Linked DNA regions of Mus musculus: regions 2, 3 and 4 are each linked to region 1. The links are chromatin contacts, called in public Hi-C, HiChIP or PLAC-seq and promoter capture Hi-C maps. All regions are on one chromosome and are shown on one strand. Each heading gives the region's core, a stretch centred on a gene start, on an enhancer-like site or on the middle of the called end of the contact. The rest is flanking DNA. Distances are from core to core; before and after follow the strand shown.

Region 1 (2,984 bases), core at 182-2,681:
AAGAACAGCTACCTTTCCAGCCCATAATTTTATTTATTTACTTTTGAGACAAAGAATTACTTTGTAAACTGGGCTGGCTTCAAACTCACAAAGATCCCCTTTGGTGCCAGGATTGTCGGTGTACACCACCAACTCTCATCTGAGGTTTGACTACTGAAGCTCTAACCCAATCACGATCTTTACTCAACCTCACCCTTGATTTTTTTTTTAATTCAACTGTTTCTCTCATCTGGGTTTTTTTTTTTCCTCCTGTCTTCATCCTAACAAAATAAAAACGAATAAGATACATTATTCTTCCTTTTCCTCTGACAAAAGCCAAAGTTTCCAAAAGCATTTTATAATGTCCCCATGTCTCTCTCTTCTCCAAACTATTGCAATGTCTGTCAACTATCACCAATCCCTTGGTATTAAATTCAAATGATATTTCTCAGACTTCTTCTATCTCTTAAGAAGAGGCTATTTCTATGAAATAGTTTTTATTCCCTATATTGCCAGCTTTTTATTTATTTATATATATTTTTATTTATATATTATTTATTTGTTTTGCTTTACTCTTAGAGATGCTTGGAAGAATTTTTGGGGCAAGTTGTTTAAAATCCTTCAGTAACTCAATGGGTATAAAACGAATCCTAGGTTTATTATTCCAAATTTTACAAGACCTTTAAAGATCTAGCTTGATCCTCAGCCCTGATGGCGGTGGTCTCGGGGCTAAAAGGGCTCTTCCATTCTCCCCCCCAACCCAGTGATAGACTGTACTCTGAAATAGGATCTCACTAAGTTATCAGTTTGGCTTTACATTCCAGAGGTCAAGTGATCCTCCAGCCTCAGTTTCTGATAGCCTGAGGATTACACAATGTGAGCTACCACGTCTTCACATTTTCTTTTGTCTCAGAAAGCGAACTCTTAAACTTCTAACAAGAAACTTCCAGAAGGCGCTGCGTTGTTGTTGTTGTTCCCACTGCCTGGAAAACTCTTTATCTCGTAGACTTCCGAAGTACTCCTACTTATCATATCCTTCGTGACTTTAAGAGTAACTTCCTGTGTCAATCCTTCAGACATTCCTCAAAATAAATGTTTTGTTCATTGTTGGCCAAAGCTGCTTCGGAATTCCTGTGACCGTATTCTGTTAACTGAAAGGTATTTACGCATCTATTTCCCTGGTTTAAACGGGCCAAAACACCCTGTAGACTTTGGCAGTCGCGAGTTTTTCCTAGTCTTTCAAACACTAAAGCGTCCCGTGCAAGGCTGCCTTCAGGGATGATAGTTGGAAGAACTCCTCCCGGGGAGAATCTGTAGGGTTAACGGGTGACTTCCCAGGATCTCCGCCTGCGTGGCAGGAGATTTAACACCCTCTCCGCGGCGATTGGCTCCAGTGGTAGAGGTGTGTCTGCCCCGCGGCGCCCTGCGACTGCGCAGGCGCACAAGTCCTCCGGGCGCATGCGCGCGAGGGAGCGCGCACCCTGTCCGATCTTCTAGAGTCCGAGAACTGTGGAGGCTGGAGAGGAGTGGCCGGAGCCGCCGGGTGAGGCTTCTGGAAAGTAGCTGAGGGAACTAGTCAGCGGGACAGGTAGGATGATATCCCAAGGAGAAAAAGGGTGGTGGTGGTGGTGGTCCAACGTTTTGGGGGTCGGACTTGAGGGGAGAAGAGAGCTCCGGCCAGTCCTTGGTGGATTGGGCCGAGAAGGAGATCGCCAGGCGTTGGCGACCAGCGCGAGCCCTCGCAGGAAGGGAGGCGCTATGGTGGTGCCCTGGACTTGGGTGGTTCGGCTCCTCGTCCCTCACCTTCAGCCTCACGATGTTTCTCGTTAGTATTAACAGACTGTCTGGCTGGTGGCCCTAATGAACACATAGTTCTGAAATGGTTGTTAGAAGAATGACCCCGAGGGTCCTGGCGTTGCAGGCTCCACTGTCTAGGAAATTCCCTGCTTATCTTGAGGCTTCCCCGTGGGAAAGCGCCAAGAATATGGTCAGTCAAAAGATGATTTTTTTTTTCCTCAATTCGGTTTGTGTGTGAGGAAAGTATTTTAAAGTACTGTTACACTTCTTTCCTTCGTCCTTAATCATTAGTCACTGCACTATTTGGAAAAGCAAACTGGCGGTAGAGGAAGCGAAAAACAACCGAGTTGAGGAAAAAGATCTTTCCTTTTTGCTGTTTGTCATTTGGGTAGGTTTGGGCTGGGGGCACGGATGGGATTGCAGAAGAGTTTAGAAACTGGCAGCTTTTGACAAGTGTTCTCAGAAAATAGTATAGTTTCTTACTTGAAGAAAATAAGTATCTTACTTGTGAAAATAGTATAGTTTCTTACTTGAAGATATTTTTTAAGGATCGAAATAACTTCATTTGCCCTGCTGCCTTTTAAGAGGGTTTTGAGATATCCTGGTAAAATGCTAGTAGTTCAGTCATAGCAAGGTAAAATAGATCCTTCTCACGTTCTTCTTTTTCTTGGAAAATACTATGCATAAATTCTGTGAGGCCCTGGGCAGTAGTGGTGCACACCTTTAGTCCCAGTACTTAGGAGACAGAGGCAGATGGATATCTGTGAGTTCGAGGTCAGTTTGGTCCAATGAGGCATTACTTGTTAAAGCATTTTTTTTTTAAAAGACATGATCTCACTATGTAGCTCAGGCTGGCCTGGAATTCAGAGATCTGCTTGCCTCAGTCTCTCAAGTGCTGAAATTAAAGGCATGCACACACACACACACACACACACACACACACACACACACACACACACACACACAAAGCTTAAGTCCTTTGAAGTTCAAATTTGTGAAAGCTGTTTCATGACAAAGTAAGAAAAGTTAGTATTTCTGTTACTGGCAAAGTTGATGCCCAAGGAATTCCCTGAGCACTTGTTATTTGTTCTTTTGGTGAGAGGTTATGCGAAAGAATACATTCAAGTAGATAATAGCAAATTGGAAACACTTTCTTACCATGCTTCTGGGACAGGCCATATTAAAGTAAGTTAAATGATTAAACTTTG
Region 2 (2,951 bases), core at 79-2,578, 890 kb before region 1:
CTTGCATTTCAAGACAGGATTTCTACGTACAACAGCTCTTGCTGTTCTGAAACTTGATTTGTAGACAGGCTGGCCTGGAATGCAGAGATCTGCCCACCTCTGCCTTTCAAGTCCTGAGATTAAAGGCATGGGCCACCATTGCCTGGTATTTATTTATATATTGATTGATCGACTAAGACAGGGTCTTAGCCTTGGACTCATTATGCAGACTTAGGCAGGCCTTGAACTTGTGTTCCTTATGTTCTTCCTGTCTTAACCTTCCAAGTATCTAAAAATATGGGTTTATAATTACCACACCTGGCAAGGGATGTGATGTGTACTGTAGTTGAGCTGAGAAAAATAACTTAGAGAGTCAAAGTGGGATAGTAAGAAAGCAAGACCTCATCAACTTAGTCGAGAAAGATTTGAATTCTAAAGTTGTCTATCAGAATGAGTGAACCAGTGCGTTCTAAGACTTGAGAACAACTTCAAATTGTAACTGTTAATACTCCCTAATATAAACCCTGCTGCACATAAATAATATATAAAAATGCATTCCCAGCGTTGACCTTTTTGTCAGATGACTTCAAATTCAACGACATAAAACATTTCCTATACAGCCCTCTTCCCTTCCAAACCTCTGTCATATTTTCTTGACAAAGCTCACACTCATCTTCCTAAATCAGAATCTGAAACCTCTGCCTCCTCTGCGCCCCAACTAGCAAATAATTCAGAACCCATCTATTTCTCTATTCTCATTCTCTTCCAGTGTTGAAGTCACTGTCGTTCCTTACCAAAGACCCAGGACACTCAAGCGAGTTTGAAACTACTTAGCATAGCTCATTAAATTACTGCTTTCTTCCCGGGCCACCTCTCTGCTCATCCCACACCCCGACACCTGGTCCTTCCCTACAATGAATCTGAGTTCTCCGATTATCGCTGGAATAGTCTTCCCTAGTTTTTGGGTCGCATTTAGGCTGTCACTAATAACAGCCCAGGCAGGCGGACTCTGGCTCCTCCACCCAAGCTCTCAGCAATTTCCAGGGGCTGTCGACTATGCGGGTGGTCCCTGAGGCCGCATTCCAGGGCTGGAGATGGATGAGTTTCCTCAGAGTGGACCCTGGTCCGGAGGCTCAAATTCGCTTCAAGTAGGGAACTCCTGGGCAGCCTACAACTCCAACACTGCAGAAGCTTCCGGACAGCTAGATCAGGGAGCGTTGGTCCGGAACCCTCGGGCGCGTGGCTCCGCCCCTCGCGCTGCGTCGGAGGTGGGGCGGGGCGGGGCGCCAGGCGCCGGCGAACGGCGTGCGCCAGGCGGGGGGCGGGGCTAGGGGCGGAGCGGAGCGCGCATGCGCGGTCGCCTTTGTGTGGGTCGAGCGGCGGCGGTGGCGGCGGCGGTGGCGGCGGCGGCAGTGGCGGTCCCACTGGCAGGCGGGCAAGAGGGGAGTCAGGGCGGCGTCCGGCGTGGAAGCCGGGGGACCACCATGGTAAAGAAGCGGAAAGGCCGTGTCGTGATCGACTCGGATACGGAAGACAGCGGCAGTGACGAGAACCTGGATCAGGTGAGGGCAGGCCGCGGAGGCGCGGGCCGGCAGAGCGGGAGGGCTCAGTCCTGGCCACGGGAGCTGGGAGTCGCCCGGCCCGAGCGCCCGGCCAGCCTGGTGTCCGTCCCGCTACTGTAGTCCCTTCCTGTCTCCCCGCTGAATCTTAGGCCCTTGGAGCCCGGGCCAGGCCTGGAGACAGAGCCCCGAGGACTTGGCGCCTTGGGCCGGGAGGCGGGGCAGGGAATTGGGCTGATGGGCCTCGGGGTTTGGGGTACTGAAGGGGGCCGCTGTCTGCTTGGGCCGGATCGGGACGTCATGACTGCAGGCAGGGAGATTCGGGCTGGGCGAGATAGGAAGTATCGCCCGCCAACCCCAATGGCTGAGAGATTTTGGAGGAGGTGCAAGGGTGAGCATGGGGCGGTGGGAGGGAAAATTTGTCTAGAAGGTGTGGACTCTGGAAGGTGAAGTTTTTCAGACCAGGCATGTGGACATAGGAGAGACACCCATACATGTCCCGAAGAGCTTTCGTGGTGCTTGGGGTGGGGGGGAGACTATGATCATTTACGGTCGAAATGGGTTCTCGTTGGGATGTCTGACAAAAAACTCTTTGGAGGAGGAGAGAGGGCAGATAACTGGAAGTTTGAATTGTAGGGCAGCAGAGAGAGACTGTGTTCCAAGCGCTCAGCCTCTTTTATGCAGCAGCATAGAATTCTTTTTCACTTGAAGATCTGAGAAGTACTGAAAGTAACTTGTGGCTTTAGCGTCTTGGAGTACCCGGCATTGCTTCTGTACTTTAAAAAAACACTGCAGGGAGGAAGCTGTTTGTGTAGTAGTACTCTGATGGTATCAGGAGATGATTTCCTCCATGTTTCATGAGTAAATGACATAAAGGAAGGGTAGGAAGCTTTATAAATGGAGTAGATTGAGTACTAAACTCAGAATCTGTAATTCTGATTCCTAATTTCTTTCTAGCCATTTACCTTTGGTTTCCACTGTAAAATGGACATATAATATCAGCCTCATGTATTGAATTGGACAGTTGCATAAAACAAATGTTTATAATAAAAAATGTTGGTATAAACTACAAAGTATTTGTATAAAAGGCTTCTTGGGAGTCCTTAGTAATAGACTAGAGGTCTCAGGTTTAATTAGGACTTGAAAAGGGAGGGCTTGCCTGGTCTACAAAATGAGTCCAGGACAGAGAAACCCTGTCTCAAACAAACACCTCAAAAACAAAAGAAAGAAAAGGGAGGGCTCTTATGAGGGAAGAACTTGTAAGGTTTAAAGAACAAGATGCGCACACACACATTACCTTTTGACACAGGATCTCAAACTATAGCCTGGTCTATCATTGAATTAAACCAGTTCTCCTACCTTGTCCTCTTAAGTACAGGGGGTTACAGACATGGGTCACCACACCTGCCTTAA
Region 3 (2,963 bases), core at 355-2,854, 950 kb before region 1:
AAACAAACAAATAAATGTGATAAAACTGTTTTTAGATTATAACTTGGAACAGAAATCTAACTCTATTCTTGCATGCATTTTTCTTGATATAGGCAAACATTGTACTTCTGAGCTATAGCACATCTCCAAATCTGTAATTAAATTTTTGTTTGTTTGGTTTTTCAGACAGGATTTCTTTGTGTAGCCTTAGCTGTCCTGGAACTAGCTCTGTAGACCAGGCTGTCCCTGCATTCACAGAGATCCTCCTGCCTCTGCCTCCCTAGTCCTGGGATTAAAAGTATGTGCTACCACCGCCAGGCTTATAATTAAAACTTTTAATCAGGCTTTTTAAAAAAGAGGTTGGCCAGGCGGTGGTGGCGCATGCCTTTAATCCCAGCACTTGGGAGGCAGAGGCAGGCAGATTTCTGAGTTCAAGTCCAGCCTGGTCTACAAAGTGAGTGCCAAGACAGCCAGGACTATACAGAGAAACCCTGTCTCAAAAACAAAAAAAACAAAAAAAAGAGGTTGGGTGCAGGTTCCCATGCTTGTGATCCCAGCACTTGCAGGCAGAGGCAGAATTGTAAATTCAAGGAAAGACCTTTATTACCAATATCAAAAGTAAAATAATTTGTAACTATATCAAAAATGTCACTTCAGGGCCAGTGAAATGACTCGGTGGGTAAAGGTATTTGCTACCAACCCTGAGAAATTATAACTAATAACTAATAACTAATAACTAATAGTCCTAGTTCTCTCACAGACCTTAAAACCTACATCCAACTTTAACTTTCACCAATGCCATGTTTATATGATTCAAACCGGTAAAGAGTTTACAACTCAAACATACTCTATGGAGAGCGTAAACATGTCACAAGACAAAGTTTCTTTCTTGTTTACAACAGTTACATACTCTTCACTGTCATTAAATCGGGAAATATATAGAGAGCGCCACCTCAGGAATTCTCCACACGTACCTGGACTTGAGAAAACCTTCTATGCCAACCAAAAAGGGCTCTAACAAAACGACGTTGTTTGTGACTTCTGGAAGACAAAACGGTTTTGAGAAGAAATACCTGCCAGCAGATTCATCTGCCCATAAAACTTAACAAAATGGGTGGGGCTCAGCCAAGGGCGCTGGGTTAGCTCAGGCGACGGCCTGGGTTTGAAGCCCAACTCGGGAAAACAAAACAAACCCCTCCCTCCCCTGGGCAGTACTGTCCCCCATTCCTCATCTGCCTCTGGTCTATCTTCCTCACAAACTACCCTCGCCTCACTCACTGGAGAAGGCCAGGGCGCCGAGGGACCGCGACAGGTCCCAGGCGAGGTGCAGGGTGTCGCCGAGCACCGCGTAGCACCGCGCGCAATGAAACACGGCACATCTCTCCGGCTCCAACCACGCAGGCAGCCGCAGGTCGACAGGTGACGCCTTCACCTTAGACTCGGAGGACCCGAGAGGGGAGAACCCTTCCACCACCTGAGTGTCCCACTCCATGGAGGAGGTAAGAGAAAAAGGTGTATCACAAGAGTCACGACGTGACTGGGTCTCCAAGAAGCGAAGACTGCGGCGCGAGAGAGTCGCCATATTTCTTTGAAGCGCGCGCCTCTTTCTCGCACGCTCCAAGTCCCGCCCACCTGTCTCCCTGCGTCTTCATTGGACAATGTTCCTGAAAGACACGCTCTCAATACGCTCAGCGCCAGCATATTGGTATAGTTTGCGGAATAGCGGTCTTCAGCCAATCACGCTACTGGCCCGCATCGGAAACCCCACCCTCGAGGCAGTTCAACCAATGAACTTACAGCAGTCTTAATTTAAACTCCATATATAAGTCGGCTTGTCAACGTCTTGGGTGGCGCCAGTTTTGAGCCGCTCTGTTTTGAGTTGTGTGGCTGTTTTTCTGGGAATCACCGAGATTGCAGAACGCGATGACCGTCCCCTCTGCAGAGGAGCTGGACTCCTTTAAGTACAGCGACCTGCAAAATTTAGCCAAAAGGCTGGGCCTCCGGGCTAACATGAAGGTACCGTGCTGGCTGGCGGTGCGGGCAGTTGGGTGGGCGGGGTAGAAGAGACCAGGGATTTGGGGGACAGGGCGCGAAGTGACTGAGAGGAAACCCCCGAGGGACGTTATTTTGGGAGGAGTAGGTAGGTTTTGTTCACAGTGACTGGAATTTGTTAAACGAAAGAAAAGCCGAGGCTGTTACTCTAGTTGGAGGCTTTTTTTATTATATTTGGAGAACTTATAAAGACTTTTTGTTTTTTGGTTTGGTTTGGTTTTGGTTTTTCAAGACAGGGCTTCTCTGTGTAGCCCTGGCTGTCCTGGAACTCACTCTGTAGACCAGGCTGGCCTCAAACTCGGAAATCCACCTGCCTCTGCCTCCCAAGTGCTGGGATTAAAGGCATGCGCCACCACTGCCCAGCTCTTATAAAGACTTCTTAATGGAAATGCTAATACTTCCTGGTACCAAATGGGAAACGAAGGCCCATAGGACGTAATCAGTGTAATTTCCATGCCAGTTATTAGGCAGTTGAAGAAAAACTACTTTAAACGACTTCTTCTGAAAAACTCTACTTACTGTTCAGTAAACTATGACACTACCTTCACTCTCGTGAACCTTTAATGGGATGCCTGTCCACCGTGATCTAGTATGATTGTCCATACATTAATCACTATTGTGATGGTGGTCTTTTTCAAAACCGATAAGGTCTTTGAATTCTGAGTTTGCAAGGTGTTCAGAGAAAATGTGGGGATTCATTGTGAGATTGGACTTGCTATATTGAAGCTTGCCCACATGTATATACCAGAGATTTGTACAGCAAACTGCTATTTGCACTAAATCTCTAATTAGTTGTCATAAATGTTTTTAAATGGTTTAAATAGAATAATGTGGCCATAGGTACACCTTTTATCTGGCTGAACGGCACTGAAGAGTACTTAGAAATGTTTCTGAGTTTAGTGCTTAATGGCTCCCCAACTTATTGTCTAAAG
Region 4 (2,945 bases), core at 336-2,835, 870 kb after region 1:
TGCTACATAAGGAGCTCCCAGGCATGCCAGGATTACACAGTGAGAACCGACTCCAAAAAGAGACTAAAGTCCTTGCTTACCTTGTCCAGGCGTTTCTGGCTAGCAGGGGAAAGCAGGGACTGATCAGGCTCTCTGCTTGGAAGATAAGTGTGGTTCCTAGGATTTTTGGAAGGAATGGGAGAGGCCAAGGTGAGAGCTTATTAAAGAAATGTAAGGGTAGAGAGGAGACCCAGCCTGTCTCAGTACCTCATTTCCCATTGTGCCATGGGCTCACTGGAGGATCCTGGGAGTGACTGTTCATGGTGGCTTGCCAGTGGGTCAGACACCTGTCAGGGGAAGTTATAGGAAAACTTGGCTCCCTGGACCTGGGTGTCCCACCTTATGATGACTACCTGCTGTTTCTAGTCTCACCTCATCTGGTGCCAGCTGGGGATGGCCTTCAGGTTCGTCTCCAGTGTCCTGCCAGCTCTCAGACTCTCTGGTACCTTCAGTCAGGTGTTCCTGAGCTAACAGTGGAGCTGGGATAGTATCCATGGCTGCCCAAATAGTGAGTCGCTCTCTAAGGGAGCCCAGGCAGTGGAGACAGTTCGGCCCAGATCTTGAAAGAAGAGTGGGAAAGACAATAGAAAAATGAGTTGGAGATCTTCTGAACACTTCTTCCCATTTCCTGCAAACTTCTCTTACCTTGTCCTTACCTGCCTAAGCGTTGGTACACAAGGTCCAAGCCACCATTAGTGCCCTCTTGGCCACACTGGGATACTATGAAGGAGAAAAGGCAGGACCATCCCGGGCCTGGAAACCTTAGGTACTGGGGTAGGGAATGGTAAACCCAGTTAAGCCGGCCCCTCTTCCTCCTGTCCATGCCACTCCTCCCCAAACAATTCTAAGACTGAAGACAAATCCCCAAGGGGCTCGTTAGCACACCAGGTGCAGCTGGTTCAGAGTTCCCCCAAGAGGCTGAGACTGCACAGTCTCCTGGGACCACAGCCCCACATCTTCATAGGGTTTAGTTCTCATAACTTGCTCAGACTGTGACCTCTGGCAAGCTCCGGCCCAGAGCTCACCTTCCTGGAGCCCACGCTTACGCTCTCTCACCCCCAACCTCCCTCGCACATCCGGCCAGCACTTACCCCTCGGTGGCCTTGGAAAGCGATCACTGGCCGTACCTGCAGGAAGAGCCCAAACACCAGCTGAACACAAAGGAAGCAAAGTCCCCAGGATCGAGGAGGCTGGGGACACCTGCCTGGCCGGCTTCACTTGGAGGCGGGGGGACTGGAATCTGAAAACCCGCACAACCCCAAGTCCCTTCTCCAGCATAGCCTTGGGAGGCCAAGGTCTGGTTGGCCGGGAAGGGAAGAAGGGGCCGGGGGCCAGTCTCACCTGTTGCTGCTGACACTCTTGCAATGCCCGCAGCGCCGCCTCGTTGAGCCTTAGCATCAGGAGGCTGGTCCGAGCAGCGGGGGTGAAGAGGAGCCGCATTTTCCCACTCAGAGCTTCCTGGGTCCCCTCCATGGTGCCAAAGTCGCGCACATGCAGAACCGGGACCACAGGTGAGGGCCACCTCTGCTGTGCAAGCCTAGGCTGGCACTCCCGCCCTCCGGGTCTGTCCCGCCCTCCACCATGACCCCACCCCCGGCACCGCCCCAAAGTTTCCCTGGCCTTGTGGGCGGTACCTCACTCACCTCAGCTGCTGGCCAGAACCCAAGCGGTTTCTTCTTGATTTGGCTTGGGCAGTATTGGACACTATGAGGAGCATTCCAGGTCTAATGAGAAAGGATCTGCTTCGAGGGTCTGACCTGTCACCCAGGATGTCTTGTTCTGCCTCAGTTTTCCCAGTTTCCCCATTCTGGATTCAAAATCGTTGTCTTTAAGTAAAAGCTGAACCTGAAACCACTTGAGGGTTTCAGTCTCACAGGGGAGGGAATCGAGACTGGTTGATAGTCGGATTGAGTCATTTATGCCTCCGAGGCCCCGAAGTACCTAAGGGACCAGAGGATGGCAGACCCCAAGAGGGACCAGTGCAATCCTTTTTCTTTTTCCGCCCGAGTTGCTGCGTCTGCTGAGGCGGATCCCAATTTGGTTTCTAAAAGGGACTTGATGAGGCTGTAAGGCCAGGTGGGTGGGTGCCTCGCAGATTTGGAAGTCTGGCTATCTGGGACTGGAGCCAAGCCTATCGGTGGATGGGGGTGTGGGGCGGGCGTAGTTGTGGCAATAAATAAATAAATAAAATAATAAATCAGAGAGCAGAAAGCCGTAACTCACTCCCAGGTGTTACTATGTAGCCTAATAAACATAAGAGAAAGTGGCGAAACCACAGCTGGCTCCTTTAAAGGCACTCTCCCCTCCTCTTTGAGTCTTTTGTTTTTTCTTTTAGACAGGGTTTCATTCACTATGTAGATCACTCTTGCTGAACTCACTAGCAATTCTCCTGCCTATATTTCCCAAATGCTAGGATTACATGTGTTAGCCTCTACTCTTGACTAAAAGGTGCCTGCAAGTTTCCCAGCAGGGCTACAGATCCTATGGTTTTGAGACCCCCACCCCCACCCCACCCCACCCCACCCCCGACAAATCTCAGGCCAGTGTTTCCTGTCTTTATTTATTTGTGTTTGGTTATGTCTCTCAGACTCTCTTATCTCCTTTTTTCCTAACTGGGATCGAATAACTGGGATATATATTTTATATTAGTGTGTGTGTGTGTGTGTGTGTGTGTGTGTGTGTGTGTGTGTAATTCCAAGTGATTTTAATGCTGTTCATCTCAAAACAAATAATTTGTCTAAACCCATTGAACAATGCACTCAGAACATGTACAATATGTGTATAAGAACAATACACTCCTATATGCAGGGAAATATTCGCAGTAATGCTGATTTTTGTTTGTTTGTTTGTTGTTGTTGTTTTTCGAGACAGGGTTTCTCTGTATAGCCCTGGCTGTCCTGGAACTC

The links. A called contact is a pair of places that touch in the nucleus more often than the background predicts. HiChIP or PLAC-seq counts read pairs in DNA pulled down with a chosen protein or histone mark. Capture Hi-C pulls out chosen DNA fragments and counts their contacts.
Region 2: a promoter capture Hi-C map of adipose tissue shows a contact between it and region 1, with 3 times the contacts expected there. The contact joins the promoter of Rtf1 here to the promoter of Snap23 in region 1. A contact is called at or near these places in 1 of 39 promoter capture datasets (liver), 1 of 115 datasets of contacts at active chromatin or transcription factors (astrocytes) and 1 of 9 other capture datasets (adipose tissue).
Region 3: a contact with region 1 is called in an H3K4me3 HiChIP or PLAC-seq map of bone marrow-derived macrophages, with 8 times the contacts expected there. The contact joins the promoter of Oip5 here to the promoter of Snap23 in region 1. A contact is called at or near these places in 1 of 39 promoter capture datasets (liver) and 1 of 115 datasets of contacts at active chromatin or transcription factors (bone marrow-derived macrophages).
Region 4: a Hi-C map of B cells shows a contact between it and region 1, with 10 read pairs. The contact joins the promoter of Ell3 here to the promoter of Snap23 in region 1. A contact is called at or near these places in 2 of 39 promoter capture datasets (erythroid cells and neutrophils), 1 of 484 Hi-C or Micro-C datasets (B cells), 3 of 115 datasets of contacts at active chromatin or transcription factors (astrocytes, bone marrow-derived macrophages and pro-B cells) and 1 of 9 other capture datasets (adipose tissue).

Annotation. Positions count from the first base shown.
Region 1 is chr2:120,566,240-120,569,223 of GRCm38.p6, forward strand. Snap23 (synaptosomal-associated protein 23) reads left to right here and starts at 1,432. Exons shown (of 8, transcript NM_009222.3): 1 at 1,432-1,567.
Region 2 is chr2:119,673,740-119,676,690 of GRCm38.p6, forward strand. It overlaps Rtf1 (RTF1, Paf1/RNA polymerase II complex component), which reads left to right and starts at 1,329. Exons shown (of 18, transcript NM_030112.2): 1 at 1,329-1,541. The coding sequence starts at 1,329.
Region 3 is chr2:119,616,901-119,619,863 of GRCm38.p6, forward strand. It overlaps Oip5 (Opa interacting protein 5), which reads right to left and starts at 1,605. Exons shown (of 6, transcript NM_001042653.1): 1 at 1,258-1,605; 2 at 954-1,020. The coding sequence starts at 1,561. It overlaps Nusap1 (nucleolar and spindle associated protein 1), which reads left to right and starts at 1,398. Exons shown (of 11, transcript NM_133851.3): 1 at 1,398-1,995. The coding sequence starts at 1,903.
Region 4 is chr2:121,441,016-121,443,960 of GRCm38.p6, forward strand. It overlaps Ell3 (elongation factor RNA polymerase II-like 3), which reads right to left and starts at 1,586. Exons shown (of 11, transcript NM_145973.2): 1 at 1,381-1,586; 2 at 1,131-1,166; 3 at 696-808; 4 at 412-598; 5 at 247-326; 6 at 81-156. The coding sequence starts at 1,512.